3 separate regions of the Mus musculus genome follow, and regions 1 and 3 are each linked to region 2. The links are chromatin contacts, called in public promoter capture Hi-C maps. All regions are on one chromosome and are shown on one strand. The core of a region is the stretch at or near the end of the contact, and the rest is flanking DNA. Distances in the headings are between cores, read along the strand shown. Region 1 holds the start of 1700029J07Rik (RIKEN cDNA 1700029J07 gene). Region 2 holds the start of Asah1 (N-acylsphingosine amidohydrolase 1). Region 3 holds the start of Cfap97 (cilia and flagella associated protein 97).

Region 1 (4,306 bases), core at 929-3,428, 4.6 Mb before region 2:
GCCTGTCTGGATGCTGCCATGTTTCCGCCTTGATAATGGACTGAACCTCTGAACCTGTAAGCCAGCCTCAATGAAATGTTGTCCTTATAAGAGTTGCCTCGGTCATGGTGCCTGTTCACAGCAATGAATCCCTCAGACAAACCCTATTCTGGAACAAGTGAGCTAGAACTGACTCCTAAGGCTTCAAATGACTGAACCTTGGGCATATATTACCTTTGATTGTCAGAACATTATGAAGTAGGTGCCGGTGCAGTTTTTTATTTTGTAAATTTCTTGTCACATCTCTGCAAGAGTGACAGCTTTTATGTAACCTGTTCAAAGACTACACCATGTCCCAATTTCACTCCATTAACTTCATTCTAAGCGAACAACAAAAAGTTTAATAATGCTGTCCATTCATTCTGTTGTTTATCATAAAAAACTAAACCCCTCAAAACTGGAAAATACTGTGAGAACTACCAGTGAGAAGTTTGATAAATTTAGAACAACATTACCATTTGAGTAAGAAAAATACTTACATAAACTGAAGATTGAAAAGACAAGCAAAAAACCCTGTCTTGAAAAAAAAAAAGAAAGAAAGAAAGAAAGAAAGAAAAAGAAAAAAGAAAGAAAGAAAAGAAAGAAAAAAGAAAAGACAAGCAAGAGTAAGGTTTAACTCGGGTACTTATACAATAAGATTTCTGCTTAACATAATCAGTCACGCCTATTCTTTTCTGTAAAAAATGGGGAAAAGATATGGTACTTCAACCAGGGTTGTTATGACAATTCTTTAAGCAATCATATGTGAAAGCGCCAGGGTCTCTTTAGGCTTTTAAAGCAAGATACTCTATGAAGATGTAATATTTAAGCTGAAATTCGAAGGGCAGGTAAGTAGCCCATAAAAGAAGCCTTAAATTTTCCAAGGTAAAGAGGTATTCTTATGTGTGTAAGCCCATTCTAAGCACAGTGGCCAATTGGTGAAGGTTCGCTTAATTGAAACAACATGTAGGAAGGCTGATGTATACGATTGTAAGCCCAACACTTGGGAGGTAGAGGCAGGAAGGTCTGGATTTCAAAGTCATTCCTGACTGTGTAGCCAGTTCAAGGACAGCCTGGGTTTTGTGAGGCTCTGTCCTAAAACCAAAGCAAAAGATCACTTAGACTATGACCCATGGACGGACAGCAAGGACAAAGCTCAAGGACGGTAAAGAAGGTTTTAATACAGCCAGCCAGAAGTAGAACCCAGACTTGATTATTGACTTTGTTCTTGAGATGAGGCAAGTTTGTCAAGGGTTTGGTGGGCACAAGGAGGGGTGAGCTGGGTTATCGAATGGGAATTCTGAAGGAAGAGTGCGGGGAGAACAGGAAATGATGAGCCGGCTCTGTAACTGCTGAGTTTGAATGATTTATTTAAGTGGAAGCAGTTGACTAGACTTATGAATTGGGTTCGGAGAGAAAGCTCAGGGTGTAAGCTGAAGATTATCATCTGCGGTACAGATGGCAGGACTTAGCTGAGCTAGGAGAAGGGGGAAGCTGGAGAGTTCTGTGCCACGTAAGCGAAGGGAGAAGACTATTTTAAGGAAGTTAGGTCTATCTTTTCAAAACCAAAAGTTCTTTTAGCTAGCTTCTAAATACGACAAATAGTGCCTTACTGTCAAGATGCACTGACTGACCCGGAGAGTCGCATGACCCGGTGCTGCTGGTGACCAGATCACCCAAGAGATCCAAGTGAGGATAGTTTGTACCGCGACTTTTGGCCTCTCAGGAGCAGCTCCTTTTAGGGGCCTGGAGCCATTCTCCTAACGGTTGACGAAGTCCTAGGGGTAAATACGGGGAGGTCACTGACAACCAGAATCACTTACCAAGCACCACTGGCGATGGCAAGAACACCTACTTCGTGCAAGCAAGGGTCGTCCCGGAAGTGACGTCACGCCCGCCGACTGCGGGGCTCCGACAGGTGACTACAACTCCCAGAATGCTTCGCGTCAACCATCACGGAGCGTACCACAGGGAAACTATTCGCCGATGGCGGGGAAACAGAAGGCTTAGTTTCGAGAGATTTTATTGGCTGAGACTTACGTATTCTATGGCCTTTCTTCCGTTTTCGTGGACGCGCCGTGCGGGTTCGAACGTTCCGAGGGCCTACAGTAGCACGTTGGGAAAGGGTTCTCCCGTTCCCACGGCAACGCGGCCTAACATGCGCCAGCGGCAGCTTGCGGAACTGTGCGGCGCGCGCCTCTGCTGCTGCGCTCTAGGCTGGAGCCCCGGCCAAGCGCGTGGCCTCGAGCTCTTCGGGCTCTGCTGTGGAGTGATCCCCGACCGGAGCAGGGTCCATCTGATTCTGGTTGTGGGATTAGGTGTCTTTTGGAGAGGTGACTCGGCCTCGCAGACATGGGTTTTCCTTAGCTACCTGCCTACTTCAAGCTACCTTTCCTTAGAGGGAATAACTTAGACAATCAGTCCATTTATTTTCTGCAGTTTCTCCCTTTTAGCCAAACTTTTTTTTTTTTTTTCCTGGCGTAGAAAAGAATTTATTGAGTAAATTGCAAGGATGCAGTGGACAGGGCTGTAACAGAGGAACCTTCTTAGCCAAACTTTTTGAAGGGAACTTGCCATATTCTACTTGGGTAGAATCCCACGATTTTCGTGTCTACGTGATTATAAACCAAAATTTATGCCTTTTAAAGTCTGTTTTCCTACTTCTACCTGACCAGAAGGAGAGGGTTGCAAAAAACATTGCGTAAATGTGTGAATGAATACTTTGTAAGTTTTACTTAAAGAGTTTATTGTAGGGACAAAGTTGAAGGCATTGGCCGCAAGCGCTGGGGCGACAATGGTAAAAAACTAAAGGGGTTTTGTCGTTCAAGCCGCTCCGGAGGTTAGGGCAGAGGTTCCCTGATTCCAGGAGTTCCATTCCAGTCTGGGCAGCGTTGCCTCAAGAATGTGGTGAAGGAGATTGAAACTCAGTTCATGGTTCCTAGCTGTCAGTTCACTGGGGAAAATAAAGGGTGCCAAACCACGGATATAAGATGACTGTTAATGAAGCTTGGGAAGGTGTTAAAGCGGAGAATCTCCAGGAGAAGAGACCAACTCCATGACTGTCCAATTAAAGCAAGCTGTGTGTTGGGGTGTGCCCGTACTAGCCTGCTGGCTGTCTCACTCTGAGAGCACCCCTTGCGGCAGCCTCATTAGGTCCTTTTTACACGAGAGAGAGAGAGAGAGAGAGAGAGAGAGAGAGAGAGAGAGAGAGAGAGAGAGAGAGAGATCGTTCACCGGACTGAGAGAGTTGGCTGTTATACATTGTAAAAACAAAACCAAAGAACAATGTGAAAGGGAAGGAACAAGGTCATGTTCCTACATCATGTGAATCGGGTAGCAAGTTTAGTGTTGGTTGAAAGACATTTTGCAGTTTACATCCTATCTAAGAAACAGGGATCAGTCCTTAATTACAAGGAGAAATCTCAACTTGGAAGCACTTAACGCAGGACAAACAGGAACGTATTCTTTAACTACAAATAGAAACCGTAGCCTGTACAGGATGAACAGGAGCTTAGTCTTAACTGTCTTAACTGGAAACAAAAACTTTAACCTGCAAAGTATATTGTTCCTAGTTTGGTCTCACAAAAGCTATGCACAAGCCTATCTGATGGGGCTTGTGCGGGTACGTAAAAGAAGTCAACCAACCAACCAATCCAGAGACTTAAAATAATGGCAAATAAATAGTTTGATATTTAATAATCATTCTTTTCTTTAAAATTAATTTCCTGTAGTTTTCAGTGTAAAGTAGGATTTTGCTGCAAAAGAAGATCTAAGAACCTTTGTGAAGTTACCACCCCAAGGAGCAATCATGCCGATAGAAGGTGGGAAAACAGATATGGAGAGGATTGGCCTCTTCAGTGAGATGGAATACATCACTGTGGGCGACAAATATGTGTCACCATTTAATCGTGAGTATCTTTGGTATTTTAAAATACTTGAATAGCATATATTTCCAATACAAAGATTTTGATTACATACATATTGTCTTAGTTAGGGTTTTACTGCTGTGAACAGACACCATGACCAAGGCAACTTTTATAAGGACAACATTTAATTGAGGCTGGCTTACTGGCCCATTATCATCAAGATAGGAGCATGTCAATATCCAGACAGGCATGGTGCAGGGGGAGCTGAGAGTTCTACTTCTTGTTACAAAGACAAACATGAGAAGACTGACTTCTAGGCAGCTAGGGTGAGGGTCTTAAAGCCCACACCCAGGATGACACACTTTCTCCAACAAGGCCACACCTACTCCGAGGCCACAACTACTCTAACAAGGCCACACCTC
Region 2 (3,705 bases), core at 369-2,868:
AAAATTCCAATCCCCTTCCTAGCTTCTACATTCTTCTACTCCTTGCCCGACCTCCCCCCATCCCCCAACATTTACAGCTTTTGCTTGCTATTTTACAGATGAACCTCACATGCCTGGTGTTTGCTATTTCCCATCTAGTAAGTTTCATAAGGGAAGAACTTTGTGCCTTTTTGTTGCTTCCTCAAACTCTGCATCAGAGACCTGATATATTCTGTTTTGTTTTATTTTGGAGATGAAATCTTGCTATCTTGTCTAGGCAGGTTTGAAACGCCAGAGTCAGTGACTGAAGACAGCTTTCTGCCTCAGGTTGCTGTCTAAAACAGTCCTCAGTGTCCCCCTTCAAAAAGTAAGTATTTTCCAATCTTGCTTACCTAAGTAAGATTTCTTTTTTTGTTTGTTTGTTTTTTTTTGTTTTGTTTTGTTGTTGTTGTTGTTGTTTTTTTTTTTTTTTTGAGACAGGGTTTCTCTGTATAGTCTTGGCTGTCCTGGAACTCAATTTGTAGACCAGGCTGGCCTTGAACTCAGAAATCCGCCTGTCTCTGCCTCCCAAGTGCTGAGATTAAAGGCACGCGCCACCACCGCCCGGCCCTCTAAGTGTTTCTTAATCCTGTGTTGTGTATCAACATCTAAACTTCCTCAAAAACAAACAAACAAAAAACAAACAAACAAAAGCCAACTTATTTATCATTTGCCTCCAAATTTAGGTGTTTTTTACACCAAAAAGGAAAAATACTCGGATCCCCAGCACAGGAGTCGGGGGTGAGAATTAAAATAGGATTTTAATGGTCCTGAGTGAGTTTTATAGAAGCATTTTTTTAAAAGCCTCCAAACTTCTTGAGATGCCTGTCGTCGAAGCAGAAAATGTAAATCTAGAGGCATTTTTTTCCTGTTGGATTCTAGATAACTCATCCTATTATGGAGAGCCTTGTCCAAGGTAAAAGCCAAGCAAGTATTTCACTTTTATCTGCTTTTCAAAGTAGACTATGAAGTACCAAGTACCTGTCCTAGGTTTAGGTCCGCTGGACCAACTGGCTTCTCACGAGCTAAAGGAAAACAGGAGTTGAGTAACGCGGCGACAAATACATCGATGAAGGTCCCACCCCTTCAACCTCTCCAACCCCGGACATAACAGCAAGAAACTAAAATCTAAATCCTAGGATTTAGCAGTGCCTTAAGTACCTAGAGTACCCGAGAGATGAAACTTCTGACCCTGACACTTGTCCTCTCTGGTTGTGATCCCTCGGGCAGGATGGATGGATTGAGTGACTCACTTGGAGCCAGCCTTCCCCAGAAGGCAAACTAGGTCTGACGCTATGCTCTGAAACTCTGTCCCTTTGGTGGGCTCAGGAACCGCGACGCCTAGGAGCCAACCTCTCCCGAGTCAGTCGGCGTCCGCCCTCAGAAATCCTCCAGCACCAGCGTCTTGCCCCGGCCCCCGCGCTCCAAACGAGTGAAGGCCAGAGGAAAACTGGAAGTCCCGCCCCGGGGTGCGGCTAAGGCTGGACGAAACCACTGCGTGGCGTGCTGGGGGCGCAGCCCCTCTCGGCCCTGTGCGCGGACTCCGCTCTAGGGACTCGGCCCGGCGCCTCTATCTCTGGCGTGTCCCCTGCCGTGCATGGTGTGGCCCAGGGTCGCTGATCACGCGTTGGGGTGCGGCCTGCTGCTGGTGGAGGTGGTCCCTGCTGCAGCTGCTGCTAGAGTCCCTCGGAGCGGCGCTTGCAGCTGGGAAGATGCGGGGCCAAAGTCTTCTCACCTGGGTCCTAGCCGCGGCAGTCACCTGCGCCCAGGCACAGGATGTGCCGCCGGTGGGTGAGCTCCAGCCGAGGCACAGATGGGGGTGCAGGCGCGGGCTCAGGGGGAGGTGGGCGCAGCTGTGGCGGGGCGGGTGAGGGACACCTGCTCGCGGTCTGTATCTTCCGTGAGGCGTCGGGGGAACTCTGGTTCGGTCCCGCGGAGTATGGGTGCAAATGTGGCTTGTGAACCCCGGGCTAAGTGGCTTTGCTGCTGTATGGACCGAGTACACATTTTAGGGAAGTTCTAACTTTCAAGAACAACTGTGTAGGATTCACGCATTCTCCAATCTTATATTTGAGATTACCAGCTACTGTAGGCGGAACTCTCCAGAGAAAAAGCTAACGATTGACTGGTGGCCGTAGTATTTTCTGCCTGGTTACCTAGTGCTTTTTCCTGAAGAAACCATCGCAGGAAGCTATGGGTCACATGCAGTCTTAGCCCAGATGATGGGAACCCACCCCCACCCCGCCCCCCTAAGAAGGCTGTACTGGCTGTGGCCTTCACGCCCAGGCATGGAATGTCTGTCTGTACCGTGGTGCTGCTCGACCAAGTCACAATGCCACAGACTTTATATATCCGCAAGAGACTGTGAGGAACTAACATGATTCTTGTATTTACTAGAAGAGGAAGTATAGCCCTGGAGTGAAAAATGTAGCCAGAGGTCACATCGTTGTTCCCAGAAACATTTCTAAGTTCAGCCTCTAGGTCAAAGCCCGACAGCGACATTTCATAGATCGATTCTATAAAGGCTATAGAATTGAAGACTGTTTTGTTGCCAGATTTGATAACTAGGAACCTGGATGCACCTTACCTGTGCCAGATGACAAGAATTTTGAAAAGAGGCAAGACATTGGAAATGGGAGCAGCAGGAGTTCTTTTAATTTTATTCCTAGAAGGAGAAATGCTTTTTTGAATTTGAGAGAGAGAGAGAGAGAGAGAAAATTAGCCAGCCACTAGAATAGATACTTAGTAGATAAAAGTAGAATGCACATCAGGGCAGAGGGTGGCACACGCCTTTAAATCCCAGCACTTGGGAGATAGAGGTAGGCGAATGTTCTAGGACAACAATGGACACAGAGAAACCTTGTCTGAAAAACACCACACAACACAAAGTAGAATGCAGAATGGTATACAGAGTAATTTCAGTGACCAAAACCCACATAGTATGTACAAAAGATTGAAGGAAGAGCAAAACGTTTGCTCTAGTGTAGATAAAGAATTGATTTACCAAACTTGGTTGGGATTGTAAGAATTGTTGAAGAATTAAGTATTTTGATAGCTTGTGCCTTTTTGCCCAAAGATTACCAAAGGACACATAATGGTTGAGCAAACTAGGTCTAGTGTTTGATGTGAGGGACTGATATAGACCTTTTCAACCGTGGGTTAAGTAACAACAAATTCTAAACAAAATACTTGGAGAATTTGAGTGTAACCCAGGATTTGTTGTAGAGAGTAGAAGCAGAGCATCCTTTGATTTAGCAAGAGATGCTGTTCTGAGTTACACAGTGTGTAACTCTTTATCAGTGTGTAGACACAATCATGATACAAGCTTGCTTTGTCTCACTTTGTCTCTGCGGTACTTAATTCCTCTTTGTGTCCAAGAGCAGAACACAAGTCCATGGGGTCCTATAGGCCTGTAAGGTGTTAATGTGCAGCTATGAACTCAGAGCAGTTTCATGTCCTTAGAGCTGTTATTTTTGTGTTTGTTTGCTTTTATTCTTTCTTAATACTTTGTTTTTAAATGAAGATATCTTGTTGTTTGTTTCTTTATCTGGTTTTGGTTTTTTTTTGGGAGGGTTGTTTGTTTGGTTTTGGTTTTTGTTTTTGTTTTTTTTCCCCCAGTGCTAGAGTGCTCACCCAGGACCTTACACATACTGGGCAAAAGGTCTTTTTTTTTTTTTTTTCTTTTCT
Region 3 (4,015 bases), core at 1,489-3,988, 4.8 Mb before region 2:
CACTGAACAAATGGCAGGGACCTTTATAACCCAATTAGCTCCCCCTCCTTAAATGGTTTTTGTTTTGTTTTGTTTTGTTTTTGTAAGATAACTTATTGCTTATTGAAAACAATAAAGGCCTGAAATTACAGTTGGCTGTTTCCCTCCTCTATCATTTCTGGCTAATAACTTTGCAATTATAATGGTTTTTATGTTTCCTTAAATTTCAAAAGAACAGTTTGAAAGCACAACCTCAAGTATTATAATAAACCACATGTCATAGCTCAATGTAAGATAAATTCAGTAGGCCATGCTAATCTTTAAAGCACAGCAGTATAAAAATTGAAAAGTGCATGCCACATTTGAAGTAATGTTTCATGAAATTTATTTCTATCTTTATATATATTCCATATAGTAGTACTTGATATAAAACTTGTTTCTTACTGGGGGGGGTCTCATCAATGAGTTTGAAATGTCACTGATCTATGGAAATTCCAAATTGTTACTAAATGGTAATATAAGAGAAATGGATGGAAATTTAAATTGAGTAGTCCTGGAGTTTCAAGTGTTAAGGGCAATATTATCTCATCTAGGATAAGTACTTCCCAAATGGATAGACCCAGCACTAAATCAACCTAAAAATACATTGTACGAGCTCTAACGTAAATCTCTTGAAATTGAAGAATTTCATACTAGACAAAAAAAAAAATCACTAAATGATGAGATAGTTTGCAGAATCGTAGCCATAACCGAAAAGTCAGTTTAGGACCACTGAGATCACTGGGTCAGTAATGGTGCTTGCTACCAAGCCTGCCAGCCTGAGTTTGGTTCCTGGGACTTACAGGATGGAACAGGAGAACTAAGCCCTGGTCCTCCCAACCTCCACAAGTACTAATGAGTGTGTCCCCCAATAAGTTTATTAAAGAAAAAAGCAGTCATCATCGTAACAGAAGTTATTAATGGTTTGCTCAGAAACAGTAGTACATCTTGACTAACAGACATGTGACATCTTACTGAAGTGTATGCTTAGGTTTATTCAGAAGTAGGTTGGGTGAGATAGAAAAGCTTAAATAGTTCCAGTGCTCCAGTTGGGGGGAGGAGAGGGCGCTGGCGTGTGTTTGTAAACATGGTGCTGAGGTGGTGGATCCTTAAGGACTTGCTGGCCAGCCAGTCTTCTACTTGGTGAGTTCTAGGCCAAACAAGGCCATTTCTCAAAAGAGACGGTGAATGGCACCGGATGAAGGACACAGGAAATTGTACTGTGGTCTTCCACACTGATGCTGTCTCGTCTAATTAGTTTCTAGGGGTCCAAGAGCAGAACGGGAAGAGATTTGTCTAAAACTTTGCCTACGGGAGTCTCCTCACGAGACTGGCTAGCGTTGGACCCCTTATAGCGTGTGCTTATAAATCAACTACTAGTGAAGCCAAATTAAGAGGATCACCTGAGCTCTGGAGAAAGATGGAGAGAGGAGAGGATGGGGCGAGGAGGAGGTGGAGGTATAGCCACTCTTACCAGACTGGGCGCTCCAGAGGTCTTTCTTGTTCACCTTTATACATCCAGTGTCTAGAAAAAGACCTACAACAGTTGGGTTTATCCCACAAAGAGGTCTGGAGATTTAAGGCTCAGCCCAGGTTCTTACTCTGCCTCCTATGTAAACAGAATAAAACCATCATGTTTCCAGCGTATTTTGATAATGTCCCTCTCTCCGCTGGAGAGGTGGCCCACTGCCTAGTGTATGTCAAATTTCTGGTGTTTATAGTCAGAATTTCTATTGGGCAAGAGTGGCTGTACACACACAAACTTAAGTTCCAGGAAAACTTAGCGGACGATCTCCCTCATTAACGATTCTTTTGCCAAAATTTACATCAAGGTTGCTTCTAATTCAACTTACATTCGGGAATAGGCAAGAAAAATTGTAGCTTTATAGGATCGTTAAGATTATCTTACAACACACGGGAGAAGGATAAAAATCAAAGGATGGTTCATGAGACTCTAACAACCCTCTGGTGGATCGAGCCAGGTTGCTGTCAAAGCTACCTGGAAGTTACTTGGAGAGTGATGTTTTAGCTTATGCAGAACTAGCAGTAGAAATAACAGCGCTTTCCCAATACACCAGAAAGAATACTCGAATAACCTGTCATTAAAAACGGCATTTTGTACATTTGAGATAAGTCCTTATCTGTCGATATGGACACAATAGGGCACCAAATTAAGCATACAAAAATCTTGGCTCAAACTGAACACCTGGTTTTCAGGAGTCTGGGGCTTCTTCCAGGACCCCAGTCGGTTGCCTCTTCACACTCAGTGCCTCAGAGCTGTGGGTTCGGGTTCAAGCGCCCGGAGAGGGGCAGCCGTGGGCTCGGACCCCGACTCCACGCCTCCTCTCGCGTCCTGCGGGCCGGGCTATCGTTTTTTTTTTTTTTTTTTTTTTTTTAATAGCGGTTACCACGTCGCTCGCCCTGCGGGCTAGCGAGGCCGAGGTGGCGGCGCCTAGGGCTGAGGACAGCCTGTGTCCCCCCCACCGTGGAGGCTCGGCGGTACCCACCCCGGGTGCTCGCCTCCGTCGGGCACTGAACCGGGGAAACGGACCCCGAACGCAGGGGAGGGCCGTCTCGCCCGCTGGAGACCGACCGGATGCGGAAGCCCGAGCGCCGCTCACCTGCGAACTGTGGCCGCCACGGACTCTTGCGCCCCGCGGAGCGTTCGGGTTCTCGCTCGCTCTGCGCACGCGCAGCCACACCTCCACCGTTCTCCCTCCCCCGCGGTAGAAGCTAACGGAGACCGGCGCACGCCTGAGCGCGGGCGGAAGCTCCGGGGGTTGGACTCAGCGGAAGGGGAAAGGCGGGGCGAGCGCGGAGCCGAGTCTCTGCCGGCGAGGGTGAGGGCTGCGCTCCTGTCGTCCGTAGTTCCGGGAGACCCGGTCAAAGTGATCAGGCCGGCGCTGCAGGGGCGACAGCTTCTCGGCAGGACCTCGCGAGGTCTCGGAGGCTCATGGAAAGGAGGCCACCAAGGCCTCCCTGTTGTCCAGGGCATCACCTGCTCGCCTACCCACGACGCTGCGGTAGGTCTAGACGTCCGGGATGGTTTCCTAAAAAGACGCTGTAATCTTGTAATTCTGTAACAAGATGACAATAATAAAAATGGAGGACGACTGTGTGTTTTGTTCGATTTTATTTCAGCAAAACGCTGTTTACACGAACCAGTCCTGGTGGCGGATGCCATTGGTCTCAGCACTTGGGAGTAGAGGGAGAGGAATCCCTGTGTTCTACATAGTGACTTCCAGGCCAGCCAGGGCTATATCGTGAGGCCCGTGTCAAAGGAGGAAAAAATTTCAAATTCAAGCATAGTTAATATGCACCGGGGCAGGTAACCCATAAAGGATGGCCCTTCTGATGGTGAAGGTCCACTTTAAGCAATATAAAAAATGATCTCTATAGACGGTTGAGTGCCTTAATTTCTTGTTGACACATCTAAGGGTCAGGAATGGCAGTACACTCCTGATCTCTATCCTCTAATCACCAGAGTACACGAATATGTTACTTTATCTGGCACAAGAATTTAGCTGATGCAATTAAATTTACATTATCCAGGAGCTCATTGTGTAATCAGCCACTATAAATCCCTATAAAAGGGAGAGGCAAAAGCTTCCAAGCCAGTTAGTTGTAGGAGCTGGGACACAAAATAGTTGAGTGATGTGTGGAAGAGTCAATGAGCCAAAGAATGCATGCATCTCTGGAAGACTGAAAAGAGGGGAGAAGTGGCTTCTACCCCGAAAGAACTCAAATATGCCTGGATTTTAGATTTCTGACCTCCACAGCTCCCTAATCCAAATCAATGAGTTGTTTTATACATCTAACTTTGTAGTAATTTGTTACAGCCATAATAAGTTCTCAGCACTTAAATAAAGGTACTAAGGAAGCAAGCACAAACTTAACATTATATCCTAGGGACTACGAGTGTATTGTTTGTCAGAGCCATGACAGAATAGCTAACACAGTGAGGAAAGATGTGTTGACTCACATTTTGAGAGGGTTC

The links. Promoter capture Hi-C pulls out the DNA fragments that hold promoters and counts their contacts.
Region 1: a contact with region 2 is called in a promoter capture Hi-C map of pre-B cells. The contact joins the promoter of 1700029J07Rik here to the promoter of Asah1 in region 2. A contact is called at or near these places in 3 of 39 promoter capture datasets (cranial neural crest, liver and pre-B cells).
Region 3: a promoter capture Hi-C map of liver shows a contact between it and region 2, with 2.7 times the contacts expected there. The contact joins the promoter of Cfap97 here to the promoter of Asah1 in region 2. A contact is called at or near these places in 3 of 39 promoter capture datasets (cranial neural crest, liver and pre-B cells).

The regions. Positions count from the first base shown.
Region 1 is chr8:45,973,124-45,977,429 of GRCm38.p6, reverse strand. 1700029J07Rik (RIKEN cDNA 1700029J07 gene) reads left to right here and starts at 2,178. Exons shown (of 7, transcript NM_001033148.3): 1 at 2,178-3,926. The coding sequence starts at 3,827. It overlaps Ufsp2 (UFM1-specific peptidase 2), which reads right to left and starts at 1,902. Exons shown (of 12, transcript NM_138668.2): 1 at 1,842-1,902.
Region 2 is chr8:41,372,610-41,376,314 of GRCm38.p6, reverse strand. Asah1 (N-acylsphingosine amidohydrolase 1) reads left to right here and starts at 1,618. Exons shown (of 14, transcript NM_019734.3): 1 at 1,618-1,805. The coding sequence starts at 1,731.
Region 3 is chr8:46,162,374-46,166,388 of GRCm38.p6, reverse strand. Cfap97 (cilia and flagella associated protein 97) reads right to left here and starts at 2,738. Exons shown (of 5, transcript NM_025747.4): 1 at 2,640-2,738.